Linked DNA regions of Sus scrofa: regions 1 and 3 are each linked to region 2. Evidence: chromatin contacts called from public Hi-C and HiChIP or PLAC-seq data. All regions are on one chromosome and are shown on one strand. The core of a region is the stretch at or near the end of the contact, and the rest is flanking DNA. Distances in the headings are between cores, read along the strand shown.

The links. Hi-C and Micro-C count contacts between places; a contact is called where the count stands out from the background. HiChIP or PLAC-seq counts read pairs in DNA pulled down with a chosen protein or histone mark.
Region 1: an H3K27ac HiChIP or PLAC-seq map of alveolar macrophages shows a contact between it and region 2. The contact joins the promoter of TNFRSF1A here to the enhancer-like site in region 2. A contact is called at or near these places in 2 of 5 promoter capture datasets (fetal liver and liver), 14 of 47 Hi-C or Micro-C datasets (adipose tissue, blood, embryonic fibroblasts and 8 more) and 2 of 2 datasets of contacts at active chromatin or transcription factors (alveolar macrophages and skeletal muscle).
Region 3: a Hi-C map of liver shows a contact between it and region 2, with 5 times the contacts expected there. The contact joins the promoter of GAPDH here to the enhancer-like site in region 2. A contact is called at or near these places in 6 of 47 Hi-C or Micro-C datasets (alveolar macrophages, blood, embryonic fibroblasts and 1 more) and 1 of 2 datasets of contacts at active chromatin or transcription factors (alveolar macrophages).

The regions. Positions count from the first base shown.
Region 1 is chr5:64,317,606-64,321,100 of Sscrofa11.1, reverse strand. It overlaps TNFRSF1A (TNF receptor superfamily member 1A), which reads right to left and starts at 1,752. Exons shown (of 10, transcript NM_213969.1): 1 at 1,714-1,752. The coding sequence starts at 1,752.
Region 2 is chr5:64,248,161-64,251,795 of Sscrofa11.1, reverse strand. No RefSeq gene overlaps it. Among named protein-coding and RNA genes, the nearest start is that of LTBR, 28 kb to the left of the region's middle. Within about 2 kb of position 2,080, at least 44 of the 83 cell types and tissues checked have an H3K27ac peak or open chromatin away from gene starts, as enhancers often do. A contact at or near this core is called in adipose tissue, alveolar macrophages, fetal liver and 5 more, where this site is marked.
Region 3 is chr5:64,132,708-64,136,348 of Sscrofa11.1, reverse strand. GAPDH (glyceraldehyde-3-phosphate dehydrogenase) reads left to right here and starts at 2,329. Exons shown (of 12, transcript NM_001206359.1): 1 at 2,329-2,410; 2 at 2,684-2,724. The coding sequence starts at 2,702. It overlaps LOC110260753 (a long non-coding RNA gene), which reads right to left and starts at 1,468. Exons shown (of 3, transcript XR_002344125.1): 1 at 1,142-1,468.

The DNA of each region.
Region 1 (3,495 bases), core at 503-3,002, 70 kb before region 2:
GACTTCCACACCGCCTGCTTCCCCTCCAGCTCCAGGCTGACCTTGGTCCCCTAGCGTCACACCTGACCTGGGCTGGATTGGCCCCAGTCCCAGGCACATTCCTTTATCTGCTCGGGCTCCCTGTACCTCTGTTTTCCAAATGCAGTAGCCACTGAGTAATTACCGCCATTACCGACTGCTTTCTGTTTGCTATACCCTGGTTCCTCCACTGGAATGTAGGCTGCACAAAGACAGAGATTTTGTTCCCTGCTGTAATCCCGGCATCTAAAACAGAGTCTAGCCCAGCGCAGGCATGAATAAATGGAATACTTAAAACCTATCCATCTAGCATCTTTAAAACAACATTATTAGGGAATGACTCTTAGGCCCATCTTGAGATAAAGAAACGAGGCAGGGTTACGTAAGCTGCTCAAGTCCAGGCAGCTGGTACCTGAGGGAGCCAGGACTCGATCAGGTGATTTATCCCCAAGGGTGAAGAGGAGAAGGCAGGGCCGCTGGATGAGGGCAGAGAGGAGCCTTGAGGGAAGGGAAAGATGGGCCTGGGGAGACAGAATGTGGGAGATTCAAGAGGGAGAAGACGAGGGAGGGAGGTGCCGCGGGGGAATTAGGATCTAGAAACATGGACTAGAAGAGGGAGAGGGAGAGCGGGAGAGAAAAGATTCCAAAAGGAGACTCACTCGGAGAAGTCTTCCGGAAGACTTGACAGAAGGGGAGGGAATGATGGGAAGACAGTGTAAGACCCTTGGGGAGGGGCAGGGGTTTGGGGAGAGAGGTCAGGGAGAGGAGGGGGGATCGCGGTGGGGCGTGGCCCTGGAGCCCCCCGGAAGGGCAGGGAGCCTGAAGCTTGAGGCCAGCCTAACCCACCCAACCAGGTGGGGGCCAGGGGCTGGGGTCTCGGCCCAGGGTGACTCCAGGGGGTGGAGGGATCAGGAATACACTGAAACAAGCCTCAGGCAACAGAAAAGGGACATTTTTCAGTGACGAAAACAACTGTCTACCAACTTCCCCAAACTGAGCCATAGAAGAAGAAAGCCAGCAAAGGGCTGTTTGGGTCTGTGGGAGGGGGCCGGGGGCAGGCCCAAGGGCTCCGAGGCCACAGACGAGGGTCAATCCGACAGACCCAGCCGACAGCCCCAGGTGAAGAAGGCCCCCCAGGTGGGAGGCCTGGGCCTGGGGAGGCCACTGGGTCGTGGCCCCGATCCCCGTACCCCCTTCCCTCCCAAACGCTCCCAACACACAGCCTCCCAAGCCAGCCCTCAGCCCTGGCCTCTCCCGGACTCAGTTTCCCCACCTCACTAGATCCGGCCCCTGCCGTCCAGCAGTGTCCTGGCACCCCTCGGTGGCCTCACCTCTCCGGCCCATCACACTGGCCCAAAGGACAGGATCCTGAGCCACTGGGACTCGGAAAGGACTCTTTCTCCCACTCCTTCCCATTTCCTAACAAAGTGCCCCACCCGCGACCAGGAGGGTCACCCTCCCCCACACCCCGGGCACCCCCAGCCCCTACAGTCGTCTTTGGCTGTCCCTGCCCGCCCGGGCTCCCTTTCCCTCCCTGCCTTTCAAACGTCTCCCCTGGTCCCCGACAGGCGCGGCGGATGAATGGGGCAGTGTTTGAGATCAGGCCGCGCAGGCCTGAGGCTGGGGCCTGGCTCTCTCCTGCCGCAGGCGGCCTCCTCACCCGCCAGCCCCCTCGGCCCTCCGTCCCAGTCTCACCAGTGGCAGCAGCAGGCCAGGGACGGTGGGGAGGCCCATGTCCGGCCAGCTGTGTCCTCTCACTCCCCCATCAGGGCTCAGGCAGTGGCGACAGTGACGGCGGACCGAGGCGACAGTCGATACCGTCCCAGGAGGAGCAGGGTCCGGAGGTCCCAAGTGGAGCCGGAGGGTTGGGCGAGGGAGCTGAGGGTTGAGCCTGGGGCAGAGAATCACGGCCTGGTCCCGGGGAACCTCAAACCCGGAAGGCCAGTTTTGGAGCCAGAGTTCGGAGAACTCAGAAAAGTCAAGCCGAGAGGAGGAGAGAGGAGGTGGGAGGGGAAGGGAGAGCGCAGAGGGGGTGTTGTAACTTCAGGACAGGAAGAGCCGGGGGTGGAGGCGGGAGGAGGCGGGAGGAGGGGGCTGAGGCTCCTTAACCCTTTGTGGCCAGTCAGAGAGCCCGTGCTGGCTCAGCTGCCACGTGCTGACCGCTCCCAACCAAACACAGAGGCGGGCCAGCCCCCTCCCTCCTCATCCCCATCGCCGGGCCTTCCCAGGGACACAGCTAGAGGAGAGCCCAGGGCTTTGGAGTCAGATTTACTGGGTTTCAGCACAGAACGCTTTTGTTTTTTTAGCTGTGTGATTTCTAACTCTCAGAGCCAGTGTTCCAATTTGCAAAACGGGGAGACCCTCTCTTTTTTAAGAGTTTATTTAAGAGTTTTTTATTTAAGAGTTTTTTAAGAGTTTTAAGAGTTTATTGAGACCAGACAGGTTTATTAAGCATCTGATGCTGGACCAGTCCTAAGTGCTCCTTCGAGTCTCTCCCCTTTTCCCCAAAGTTCTCTACTGACACCCTAATCTCTCGCCTTCTTGGGAATTTTCCCCTCCAACCAGAACCTCAGAGTAATTCTAGCCCTGACCCGGGCCCTGACCCCCTCCTCCACCCACAGTTCTCAGTCCAGTCCCTGCTCTGCTGGGGCTGGGCCCCCAGCTGCTGACCCTGGCTCTGCTTTCCCAGAAACCTCAGTTATTACTTTTTAATTTTTTTAATTTTAATTTTTATTTTTTTTCTTTTTGTCTTTCTAGGGCCTCACCCAAGGCATATGGAGGTTCCCAGGCTAGGGGTCGAATGAGAGCTGTAGCCACCAACCTACGCCAGAGCCACAGCAACTCGGGATCCGAGGTGCATCTGCGACCTACACCACAGCTCACAGCAACGCTGGCTCCTTAATCCACTGATTTCTACTGATCGAGGCCAGGGATCGAACCCGAAACCTCATGGTTCCTAGTCGGATTCGTTAACCACTGTGCCATGAAGGGAACTCAGAGACCTCAGTTATTAAATGACAGTGACAGTGCCTGTCACTGTCAGGGAAGGTGATGTCATGAGGCTTAATGAAATCACATCTATGATAATGCTGTGGAATTAGCTCCCTATTTCACAGATGAGAAAACCAAGGCCCAGAGATAAGCAGGCCAGGTGTCCTGCAGAGCCAGCCTAGCTCACAGACTCCTGACTTCAGCCCAAACCCTACCACAAATAGTTGCCACTTTTCTATCAGTCCTTTTGTGTCAGAGCTCACACCCTGACCCTTGGGGTATTTTATGCCACTCCTATCTGTGCAGGGCAGCTCCCAAATGAATCCCATGACAAAGGTACAAAATTCATCCAAATAGTCTCCAGGCACAATGACCTTCCCTGTATCAGTCCAGGCCCAGGGTCCTTCAGCCACTGAAGTTGCTAGAAATGCAGGAGGGCCAGACAGGCGTGAGGTCCTAGGGCTTTGTGACTTGGCATCAGAGTTT
Region 2 (3,635 bases), core at 831-3,330:
TGTCCCTTGGTCTGAAGTTATGTAACTTATTGTTCCCAAATGGGTACATTATTCCCTGTACCAATCCTTTAATAGCATTTTGAACGTTTATGTCTACCACCAAGGATGCAAAGTCTAATCTAGAGTGTAGATTCCTGTTAGGACCCATTTATAGCCCCCCATGGCTACAAGCAATAGGTCAGTGCAGTCCACTTGCCCGCTCTGTGCAGGGGCTTCCCTGAGGAATCTTCCCCAGAGCCATCTCTGGGGTTCTGCAGTCTGTCTCACTTGCTGATGGAGAGAACTCCCTGTGGGCATTCTGTACTCAGAGAGTACAAGAGGACTCTGTCTGGATTCAGCCCACCTTTGCATTGCTGCAGCACCTACAAGGCCACTCATCTCATGGACTTAGGTGGTCACCTCAAGGGAGTGCATCACAAGGTCTGCTCGGCAGTTCCATTCACCTTGTGAATCTGGAAGGAAGTTCTTTGGATGAGTAACGGCATGTCCTACTTTAATGAGCCCCTTAAATTCCCAGAGTGAGTTCCACATGGCTGTGCCCCATACAGGCATCCCCTTATTGGTCCAATCTTCCACTGCCCATTTACCTTGACCATATGGCCAAGCCATTGGCTTCTGCCCATGAGTCTCTAAGAAGCCAAACATAGGGGCTTTTTACTATTGTACATACAATTCTTTCATCACCGATAGAAAACAGCATGCACTTCAGCCCAGTAAGAGATGATCTTCTTCAATCGGTCTTTCCATCCCACAGTCTTAATGTGGCCTTCCAAACAGAATACTCCCATTCATCTTGGAACTATCATTAACATCAATTTTCATCCAAACTTCCACCTTAATTCCATCAACCATTTCATCTGCATATCCTCCTAATCCAATCCTAGCCCTGTTACGACTTCACCAACAGGTTTGAAATGTCAGTGCATTGGGCTCTCCTGTCAAGGAGTCCCAGAAAAGTCTCTTCCCTTCTCCCTTAATCACTTTATCCACTCATGGGCATATAGTCTTTTGTCCCCAGTTGGAAGTGGGGCCAAGAAGACTCTCATCTGTCCATCAATCTTGACTTTGACTAAGCTAACCATTGCCCCACACAGTTATCATAATCTTGCTTTCCACCTTTCAAAACTCCTACAAAATGGAGTAAACGGAACAAACTAATTTAGGGCCTTTTAATGTTGGGGGACCAACAGGGGATCCCATTTGTCCACCCAACCTTCAACAGAGTTTATCAACAGCTATGTTTCAACAGCATCAAAAGTCTGCCATTCACCTCATTTCTCGATAAACATCTAAAGATTTCTCTCCTGCTGGGACTGCCCCCGCTGCTCCCCTCTGTCTCATCCCATTTTCTTGTTTATTACTATCAGTAAGAACCACCAAGGAAGGTGAGACAGAGAACCTGGGACCTCTGGGACTATTGTGCAGATTTGCAGCAATAGGGTTACATGAGGTGTCCATATCCATTTAATCACAGCATTTCCTATGACTTGGGTAATGGGCATGTTCAGCAGGTGAATATCCAGGTCTTCCTAGAGCCTGTCCCGCAGGCCTTGTGTATGAAGCACAGAGGCTGCTTCATCTGGGGTGGTCCACTTGGCATTTATAGGGGGAGTTGGGTAGCCCCTCTTCTCAGGATAAACATACTCTACAGTGGCTTTCATCCAGCCGTCTGTGATTCTTCGGTAGTGGTCCTGGTTCAACCCAAACACACTCCTCCACTCTGCAGCCTCAAAACCAAAGACACAGACCCCAAATTAATATTTTCGCAATCCATCTCAGTAAAGTTCTTCAGGAAGCTGACGATACCAGTCTACGAAATGAGGCGATTCCTTCACCCTGGTTTCAGTAGCTTCTTGGTTTTGTCCTCCACCCATGTTGACTACCCTCTCGGTAAACAGAGGCCTGACAGTGCTCTCTGTTGTCCTGGCGTAACTTTTCCCTTTGGGAGCAACTTTGAGGCTGGCAGCCAAAGCTCAGACTGATCTCAGTCAGCTTCAACCAGCATCAAGGGCCAAGCAGGCTCTTTTACTTTCACTTTCGCTATTTCAGACAAAAATAACCAAGGGACTATGTATTTAGCATGCCTCATTATTTTGCATTTTCTTATATACCCAATAAGCTACCTCCTCGGGCATGGAGTCCGCCGCCACTTCTAAAACCCACTGGTCACTGATGATAGCACAGCTGCAGTTTCAGGCCATGCCCGTGCGTGACTAGATAGCCATCAGGGATCAAGGTTCCTCATCCCCCGTCCTTTCATACTTTCTCTTTCCCAGACCACAAGCTTCCGTGAGCCAGGGCTGCTTTAGCAAATCCCACTTCTCTGAAGCAATTAATAGTATCTGTTTCTATTCATAACGCTTGTGAGACCAATTGTGTGGGTTTTCCACAGCAAGAAATCCTCCTGTTCTCTGCAGACACCTAGTGGGTGTGCTACAATTTTATTCAGTTTTGACACCAAGTACCCAGGTTACCCACACTTCTGTCCAACATGGCTACAAATCAGTGTTCCCAAAACACCCTCCTCAGTTTGAATAATTCACTATAATAACTTACAGAACTCAGGGAAACACTTTGTTTGCTACTATACACTTATTATAAAAGATATTATGAAGGATACAAATGAGCAGCCAGATAAAGAGGTACATAGAGGAGTTCCCATTGTGGATCAGTGGGTTAAGAACCTTGCTAGTATCCATAAGGATGCGGGTTCAATCCCTGACCTCGCTCAGTGGGTTAAGGATCTGGCATTGCCTCAAGCTGTGGTGTAGGTCACAGACGTAGCTTGGATCTGGTATTGCCGTGGCTGTGGTGTAGATTGGCAGCTGCAGCTCCACTTCGATCCCTGGCCTGGGAACTTCCATGTGCCACAGGTGCAGCCCTAAAAGAAAAACAAACAAAAAAAAGATACATAGAACAAGATCTGGAAGAGTCCAGATAACAGGAGCTGCTTGCTGTCCCCAGGGAGCCTGGGGAGCAACTCCCCTCCCCCAGCTTGCAGACATGTTCACCAGCCTGGAAGTTTGCCGAACCCCATAGCTTAGGGATTTTTATGGAGGCCTCCTCATGTAAGCATGATCAATTATTACCTCAATCTCCAGCCCCTCTCCACTTCCTGGAGGATGGGTGGGTAAGGCTGAAAGTTCCAAGCTTCTAATCATGGCTCAGTCTTTCTGGTGACCAGTTCCCATCCTGAAGTCATCCGAGCCCACCCAGAGTCTCCTCTTTAAAACAAATGACCCTCTTATCACCTAAGAAATCCCAGGTTTTCAGAGCCCTGTCAGGAACCAGAGTCAAAGACCAAACCTAGAACAAAAGATTCTCCTAGCAGCCCTACCACTCAGGAAATTACAGTTTGAGGAGCTCTATGGCAGGAACTGGGACATAGACCAAATACATATGTCTTACTATGTCACAGGAAGAGAGAGAGGACATCCTGTCTTATTCCCGGTCTTTACTCTGTTGCCACCATTAGGTTTGATACTACCTGTGGGTTGTTCATAGATATTCTTTATTAGGTTAAGGAAGTTCCACTCTATTCTTGGTTTTCTGGAAGTTTTTTTTTTTTTATCGTAATAGATTTAAATTTTATCAAATGCCTTTCAGCATCTACTGAGATGATTTTATGGCTTTTC
Region 3 (3,641 bases), core at 1,080-3,579, 120 kb after region 2:
CTGCACACGTGGCAGGATTGCTCCGCTGTGCAGAATTAGGCAGTGCCTAGGCTTCAGATCCACGCTTCTCAATCTGGGGGCAGTGTTGCCCTCCAAGGGACATTTGACAATATCCAGAGACTATTTTGTTGTCACAGCCAAGGAGAGGGTGCTAACAGCAGCTAATGAGTAGGAGCCAGGGGTGTTGCTAAATATCCTACAATGCACAGGACGGGTCTGATGCAAAGAGTCATCAATGCAAAATGTCAGGAGTGCTGAAGTTGAGAAACCCTCCTCCCCAGGGGCTGGCTGCTCTGTCCTGCCCACCCTGGCTTGTGCCCCTAATTCCAGCTCTAGACAGTGTAGAGACCATCCCCCAGGGATTTGGCACCACGTTTACAGGGTCTGCAGGATGTCAGCCCCTCAGCTGCAGGCCCTGTTCACCCCCTCCTGCCCCCCAAGATTTCTCTGCTGAGTCACCTGAAGCGGAGGCAGTGAGGCTGCTGTCATGACAACACTGGTGTCTTTGCTGTCATGACAACAGCAGACTGCGTCAGTCATGCTCCCTGGGCACTGAGCTCCCTCTTTTTTCAGCAAAGGACAGTAATGAACAATGACAAGCATGCAGCAAAGGGGAACATGCTTCGGGGAGCAGAGGAGGGTGGAGGGGCTCCTAAGGCCCTTGCCAGGGAGAGTATATGATCCTGGTGCTCCACTTCCCCAGCAGATTCCTCAGTGCCCAGCATCCCGCCTCCCTCACCGTTAAGTGCCCTCAGTCCCTGCTCTTGCCGCTCTTGAAAAGCCTGGGCACCGACTGTGCACATGGCTGCCAGCAACAGCCAGCCTTGGATCTGGGGCCCCAAGGAAGGAGGGCAGTCCCAGAAAGGGAAGGGACAGGACAGGCTTGAGTCGGGGTGCGGGGCAGCGTGCTCTCTGCCTTTTAAGCAAAGGTTATCATCCTGCGGGCTAAACTTAGCCACAGGCTTTTCAGCTGGAAAAGGGGGCTGGTCTCAGGTTACGCTGGGCCAGCAAAGAGGCCCCAATTCCTTCCACCAGCACCTGCTAATGGGCAACGTCCATTCCACCCTCCCCCCACCTTCCCTGAACCTTCAACACTTCAAGTCCTCAGAACCAACCCATCTTTCATCCTCTGCTCACAAACCTGGCCCAGCCCCAGCTTCTGAGGGACTGGTCTTGGAGAAGAATGGATTTCCTCCTCCACATCACGTCTGGGAAGGGGCTAGGGGCCCTTGTCCCCACCCTGTGTCCAAGACCTCCCAATCTTTTCCCTCTTATGGACACCTCACCCTGCCCCCAACATCCCCTGGGCGCAGCCAGTGAAAGGGAGGCCCTGACTGCAGGGCTGGCCTGCACGTCCCAGGATGGGGAGGGACTTCCGCTCTCACGTCCTGCTCTGCCCAGGGCTGGATGGGGTGAAAGGGACATTGTCTCCCAGCCCGGGCCGCTCAGCCCTCAAATTTCCCAGGAGCAACTTTGTGGGAGACCTCTGAGCCTCTACCTGGCCAGCCCCCCAAAGCGATCCTGTCCCCTCGCTGAGGCCCCAGCCAGCCAGGGCCTGGGGGAGAGCAGCTGGTGCACACAGGTCCTGGTTTGTCTGCTCGATTCTCAGATGTCCAGGCTGCCTGTCCTGCAGGGCATCGTGACCTTCAGTGCAGAAACTTCCCTCTCAGGCCTCCTTCCGAGCCTCCTTCCTCTCCAGGCCTCCCACTGGCCAGGGCCAGCCGCGGTCCCCAGCCCGGGGAGGCCAGGAGCCAAGAGAAGGGGAGGGGGGAAAGGGGAAGGGGGCTGGAGAGGGCCTTGCTGGAGGCCCCTCCCGGGCCTTTTCCTCTGTAGTTCCTGGGTCACTACCGAAGAGCCTCGAGAAGTTCCTCAATCTTCCCGCTTCTCAGCTTTTGAAGGGGGGGGGGTAGGGGAGACTGCAGCCGCGAGCTGCGAGCCGCGCCCCCAACCCCGGGTTCCGCTCCAATTTCCCATCCCACTGGCTCCCCATATCCTCCCGTTACATCCCTGCAGCAACTTTAACGTCCCTGGCTCCTTGGGTGTCCTCAGTTTTCGCCAGGGCCCCCTCCTCCTAGTCCACTGCCCCCTGCAGTACAACCCCAACCGGGCCAGGCAGCATCACCGGTCCCCTCCCCCTCTCCGTCCTCAGCCCACTTGTGTGGCGCGTGCACATTGGCAGAACCAGGCGGGTCCAAAGGAAAAAAAAAGAAGAAGTGGGGGTCGGCTACTCGCGACTTTACGGGCGCACGTAGCTCAGGCCTCCGCTGCTGGAGCTAGGACTGGGCGAGGCGAGCCCACGTCACCCCGCCCCCGCCCCGCCCCCTGCCCTATAAATTCCGGCTGCAGCCTTCCCCTGCGCTCTCTGCTCCTCCCCGTTCGACAGACAGCCGTGTGTTCCGTGCATTGCCAGGTAAAGCCTGGCGGAGTGGAGCCACAAGGGTTCGAGGACTGGTCCGAAAGGGACCGGGGGCCGTGCGCGGTCTGGGAGTGTGGGTGCGGGGCCCCGGCTGGAGCCGGAGTTGTGGCTGCGCCGGGCCGGGCCCCTGCATTGCGGGTTGAGGGGGAGGAAGGACGTGCAGAAGAGCAGAGCGAGGATGGAGGCCTGGGGGAGGGGCGGGGAGGGCACCGTCGGGCTCCAGCCGCTTTGCCCCGCGATCTAATGTTCTCTTTCCTCTGCCGGCAGCCGCGTCCCTGAGACACGATGGTGAAGGTCGGAGTGAACGGGTGAGTTAGGGGGTGGGGCAGGGTGGGGCAGTAAGTACTGCAGCCCCCACCAAATTGCGTCCGCAGGTCTCGCCCTACCGGGTCTGTGCAAGCATGTGGGGGACTTGGATGGGGTGGTCGTACCCCACCCCCAAGGAGAACTCAAGGTCAGCGCTCGGACCTGGAGGAGGCCCTCGCAAGGCCTCGTGTCCCCCATCCCTGGCTGTTGCGCGTTCTGTAACTCCGCCTCTGCGGAGCCTTCCTCTTCACCTGCCGCAGATACACAGCCCTGGAGTCTCCAATTCTTGCTTTGGCCCCATCCCCTAATCCCCCAGCTGGGGCTCTTTCTTTCCTTTCGCGCCCTGCGGGGTCACGTGAAGGGGAGGAGCCCATCCCCCCAGCCGCAACCAGTGCCCCCAGCCGGGCAGCCCCGGGATGCAGGAGGCACAGCTGCTGTGCAGAACCAGCTGGGAGGGGGCATCTGCGGTAACCTAGCCGCCATGTTGCAACTAGGAAGGAAATGAATGAACCGCCGTTAGGAAATCTTCCTGAGTCCTTCAATCTTTCTCCTTACTTGCCCATGACTAAGCCTTCTACCCCTGCCTCGTGGGGTGGAGTCTCCTTTATCCGGTAACCCAGGTCCGGCCACGCTTTCCCCTTCTTAGTCAGCTGGACCTCAGCTCTTAGCAAACTAACCCTAGAGCATCCCTTCAAGCCCCAGCCAGATTCCCCCCCCCGGGGATGAGGGGATGCTTTTTCTGGATGGTTCTCTGATGAATCAAAAACGGGGCTTTATGGGGGTGGTCTTGGGTTGTTTCCGGGTTGTTTCCCTTCTCTTTCTCCGGAGAGGTGTGGTAGCGTTGGCTTGGTGCCATGCCGGGGGAGCTGAGTCATGGGTACTTAGAAATTTTCCACAAAATGGCTCCCGGAGCCGGCGG